2 separate regions of the Xenopus laevis genome follow, and region 1 is linked to region 2. Evidence: chromatin contacts called from public Hi-C data. All regions are on one chromosome and are shown on one strand. Each heading gives the region's core, a stretch centred on a gene start, on an enhancer-like site or on the middle of the called end of the contact. The rest is flanking DNA. Distances are from core to core; before and after follow the strand shown.

Evidence for each region. A called contact is a pair of places that touch in the nucleus more often than the background predicts.
Region 1: a contact with region 2 is called in a Hi-C map of the XTC cell line, with 4 times the contacts expected there. The contact joins the enhancer-like site here to the promoter of lix1.S in region 2. A contact is called at or near these places in 2 of 4 Hi-C or Micro-C datasets (the XL177 cell line and the XTC cell line).

The regions. Positions count from the first base shown.
Region 1 is chr1S:164,890,296-164,892,995 of Xenopus_laevis_v10.1, reverse strand. It overlaps lnpep.S (leucyl/cystinyl aminopeptidase S homeolog), which reads left to right. Exons shown (of 18, transcript NM_001086558.1): 11 at 173-267; 12 at 1,294-1,477. Among protein-coding and RNA genes, the nearest start is that of lnpep.S, 42 kb to the left of the region's middle. Within about 2 kb of position 1,400, at least 1 of the 7 cell types and tissues checked has an H3K27ac peak or open chromatin away from gene starts, as enhancers often do.
Region 2 is chr1S:164,727,762-164,730,461 of Xenopus_laevis_v10.1, reverse strand. lix1.S (protein limb expression 1) reads right to left here and starts at 1,324. Exons shown (of 6, transcript XM_018244345.2): 1 at 908-1,324. The coding sequence starts at 989.

The sequences.
Region 1 (2,700 bases), core at 151-2,650, 160 kb before region 2:
AAGGACAATAAGTTGCATTCTACTATGCCGCAAGGGTACATTATGCTCTGCCGGAGAATAGAAACTTTTATACAACAGCCTTTTCATGTATGCATCAACGATTTACAAAATAATTTATATTGAAATACACATTCTATATGTTTATTGTGATTCTCTTCTTTTTTTAATTTAGTACTGTATGGCATATTCCACTGACTTATGTAACCAAAAAGTGTAATGGTGTGGATCCTGACTGTGACAAAGTCTATCTACTGAAAGCGCCTACAGGTAAGTAATAATACTTGTTTGCATACATATCCCTGCAAGACTGTACTGATGCTGTTGTACGACATAGCCATTTTCCAACGTGGTGGTTGCACAGTATGGCTTTTTCATATACAGAGGAGATCCCAAGCATAAAGACTAAATGGGACAAGAATGACTTAAAAACAATGTTAATGTCCTGAAATGGGCAAGTCAAAGTCCACTGGTGTCTTTGAAGGCAGGCAAGCTTGCATCGGCTTTTCTCAACACAGGTATAGCCTCAGACAGTAATGTTCCATGAATGAGGACTAAAGGATGCACTTTTGCGCTTCTGTCTGGAGGCAGAGTAAATGCCCCCTCAGATCTCAGTCCAACAGAGTAATTGTGGCTGATTGAAAAAGTCTGTTTTCACAATCTAGGCAAGCTGGCAGTGATTAATCGGTTTTTGCAAATTAGAATGGGGGAAAATGTTAGTGATTAGCAGGAATACCCAAATGTTTTTACCCGTGAGACACATTCAGAGGTAAACAAAAAGTTGGAGAGCAACATAAGCCTCCAAGATGTTCCCGGAGGGTTCCAAATATGACCTGTGATTAACTATTTTGGGTGCCCCTATGTGCAATGGCAGCCTATGGGAGGTTCTGTTTGTTGGTACACATGTTTTTTATGCAACCAAAATTTGCCTTCAAGCCAAAAATTTTAAAATAAGCACCTGTTTGAGTCCACTGAGAGCAGCTTCCAATGGGTTAGTGAGCAATGTGTTGCACAGGAGCCACTGGTTGGGGATCACAGGATTATAGCTACCCCCTGTCCACTCAGACTCAAGGCTGAAATTGCTGCCAAAGGTGAATGTACGATACTAACTTGAAGGAGGTGTATATTTATGCAATTAGTTAGAGTTTTTTTCTGTGTAATAAATTGAAATTGCTGTTTCTGTTGATCAGTGTAAAAAATCCAAAACTAAATTATTATTAACATGTATTTTTAGAGCGCCAACATATTTTGCAGCGCTGAGTGAAGTAAATTGTCTTTTCCTGTTTTTCCTTTCAGGCACAATAAATGTGTCAAGTGAGTTTCCATGGGTGAAGTTCAATGTCAACATGACTGGTTACTATATAGTTGACTATGGTGCTGACGGCTGGGATGCCCTTATTGAGCAACTTCACAGGGATCACACAGTTCTGCATTCCAGTGACCGAGCCAATCTCATCCATGACATATTCATGCTTGCAGGGTAAAGGGCTCTGTGTTGTTCTTATTATGTTTTTTGTCCCATGCTTTGTATTGTGTCTTTCAGGTTGCATAGCCTTCATCAAATTTCTTCCTTTTATTTTCAGTATAAGATAAGAAATGAATTATTTTTTGTCTATTAATGTAATTTTTTAATGCAACAAATTCTCTTTCTGTCCGTCTGCATTTACCAGCAAATATTTTGCCTTGCTTTTTAAAATGTTATTTTGTGTAGTTTATGCTGGACATGAAATATTAATTCATCTTAAACTTGCTCTGAATGTCTCAACAAAGTGCTGATATATTGGTGTTTTAAGTGAACAACCCTCGGCAAATCTCTAGTTACCTTTGGATAAATGCAGTAAACTAAGAATTCCCAAACCTTTCTCTTACACACTTACGAGAAAAGGCACTGTGCTGTGGCCATGCTTGGAGCACTGGAGAGGGATGCACTACAGCAGCCAACCTTACATTTTTATCAGTGCATTTTAATGAAAGTAAAGGTTCAAAGAAGGGAGCTTTATATGACAATAGCAAAAAGCTTTTCTTGCACCAACACACATTTATTTTGTACTGCTGCCTGGGCAGAAAGGAACAGAAGGGTCAATGTAATTTAATTTATTTATAAGTAAGTTGGCGGTATGGGGCTGTTTAGATGTTGCTAAACTGCAATATATATATATATATATATATATACATACATATATATATATATATATATATATATATATATATATATATATATATATATATATATATAGAGCAACAAAAACCGCACACAAAGGACTTGTATAAGTGAAAAAAGATAACCAATTTATTGCAACGTTTCGGCCGAAACGTTGCAATAAATTGGTTATCTTTTTTCACTTATACAAGTCCTTTGTGTGCGGTTTTTGTTGCTCTATAAATTTTTCAAGTTAACCTGCACCTAGGCAATTACCTTAATGATTTGAGTGCTCCAGCTACATGCATAATTATATATATATATATATATATACATCTCAGAATGAGTGGAAAACTTAGAGAGGGTGCTGGGAGTTGGGAACAATATATGGAGGGTCACTGATTGCCTCCAAAACACTTGAGACACCTTGATGAAGTCTTAAATCTTGTGATGAAATAGAGCCCCTTTCTATATACCTTTTGACTTTTTCCTTCATCTCATATTTCTTATCTTCATACTTATAGGAACAGTAACACCAAAAAATGAAAGTGTTTTAATGTAAT
Region 2 (2,700 bases), core at 75-2,574:
CTCTGGCTGCTAGACAGAATTAAATTAGACAGAATTATGTAACAGGAAAAACTATAAGAAGAAAATTCCATTAACACTATAAATACTGTAACTCAGTGAGCGTATCATTCATCCCTGTAACCCAACAGCATCAGTGGGCAAATGGGACGCTTGCAATTTAGAGGTACGTCCAGCTATTGCCAGTGCAACATGATCAATATAGTATATAGAGAGCACATCTGCTAGTTTACATACTGCAAAGTAATAAAGGATGAAACAGAAACACATTTAAACACATTCTTTATAGCCATTCAAAGGAAAGTGATATTCAGGACACAACACAAGTATTGTATGAAAGCAAATTTTTATTATATATGACTAATAATTGTGTTGTTTAACAAGCCACCCTGCAAATCTATAAACAAAGCCAGAAACTTAACCTACAGCTTGTAGGATGGCAATAAAAATAAAGCAGCAGCAGCGAGCAAAGTGGCGGCAGGGCATTTAGTGCAAATAGTCACCATTCTTTATAGATCACATCATATCATTTAGTCCTGTAATATTAATGTGCCACAACTGAACACATCTTCCAGCAGTGAGGTGGTGCTCGATAGGGGTGAGACACGCTGTACTATCAACTTTAGGAATGTTCTTATGTCAATGTGCCCTCTGTTCTCCTTCTGACACATACTGATTTTTCTGCAGAAACACAAACACGCCTCAGAGAAAACGACATCTCATTTCTGTGACTTTCAGCACCGTTCCCATTTACAGCTGCTTCCAAAAGTAACTCCTGAGCAAACTCATCCCTCCAGCCTGATTACTCATAACATGCCGAAATGAATATGAGAAAAGCCTAAAAGCACTGCACACAGCTGCTGTACCAGATTCCTCATGCATTCTAACAAGTCAGTTCTGTAATACTTACAATCCTTGAATATTATGTTTGGGTCACTCTGGGGCAGCACCTGAGTCACTAGAAGCTGCAAAGAGTCCAATGTCCTGTCCATTTTTGTTGTGAGTCCTTCAAGCTGCCTGCTGCACACACTGTCCTCATGCCTGACTTACTCCACTTCTCTCCCGAATTGGTACAGCTCATTGATGCAGTGGATTGCTAAGCAATCTCTTTTAAAATCTGCCAATCAGACATAGGACAGAATGTAAAGACCCTTAGGGGGTCCTCCTCCCTGGCTTGCTTATCTTTGTTGTAGGCTGAGCTAATTAGCTGTAAGACTGGCTGACGGATTCATTCCCAGCCCTTCCTTCTGTTCAACACACCCACCTACAGGCCAGTTAGAGTAGCTTGTCATGTGAAAAGCATTCCTCTATTCATGTGCACTCTCCACAAGCCTTTCACTTTGCTTTTTCAATAAGTAAAAGGGATCATGGAGATGTTTTCTTTAGAGAGGAAACACTGAAAATGTTGCAGTGAAGCTGTTCAATTCACAAGTGCAGTTTGGTGCAGAATGAAAGCTGCTGAAAGGAGGGATTTTGTGTAAAAAATAAGAACGTACCAGTGCATTATACTCATTTAGATATAGAAGAATTGTGCTTTAAAAAGTAGTGTTTCAGGCTGATTTATTGAGAATTTCTTCAAAAACACTTATAATCTGTCCCTTACCTTCCACTTCCTGCTCCCTGAATTCCCAGGCTGTGCAGGAAAGCCAGCGGCTCTCAGCTCACTACACTGTAGGGCAGGAACCAATCGGCAGCTAGCAGGACCTGATAGGGAACTGAAGCCTGTCTTCGCTTGTGTGACTGCAGGGCTGTGATTGGCTGTCCCCCTCCTAATGTACTTCTGGCATGGACCATTAGAACACGCCCACCCCTCATTTGAAACACAGACAGGGACCAGAGAACATCTATAGGGAGCTCCAATTAAGGGGATATTTTTAATATAAATTTTTAGCACCATGTAAAAGCAACATCATATCTTACTCGATCCGACACTGCCATTACTTACCTTGTTTCCGTCGCATCCGACGTGACGCCTGTGATTTTGCGCAGCGCGTCGGAATCGGCCGTGTGGTCCTGCCCTTAAGGAAACAAAGTGTCACTGTTACATACTTGTATAATAAGTAATGTGACATCTCAAACAAGTTAAACTTTTTGTTTAAGTTCTACATGAGTAATTTCTAAGGCCCTTGCTGCCTCCATGCTTATTTGTTCATGCTTTGAACAACATACATTATTTGCAGTGATTCAGGTTAATAACAGGAAAATGCCTGCTTTTGCCATTTCCCACAATTTAGCCCCAATGTTAGCAAAGGGTAAGGCATATTCAGGGAGACTTGTCGTCTGCAGTAGTGAAAGCTTTAGTGCGGTCGACAAATCTTCATTTGTGTCATTGCCCTATTTATTTCTAAGATTTGACCTCTGGTACAGTGGCTACTCTGCCGCCTAAACCAAGATTCTCATCTAACTTTATGGCAGGAGCAGTACTGCCACTCAACTTGACTTAGTTGATCCAGAGGAAGGCAATAAACTCAATCAGAATCTGTCCAGAGTCTCAGACAGGGAATAAAATTATTTTTTCGAAACATTAGAAAAGTCACTGGATCAATTGAAATAACTAAGATTATAAATATCAGTTGCTGTGTATTTTTCAGTTACTATAACTGTATCCCAAGAGTTAATGTAGGGGGCCCCTTATTAATGTCTAAGGTGAGATAACTGGGGGGGTATGTGTAATTGACTTCTATAGGAAACACTAAACAGCAG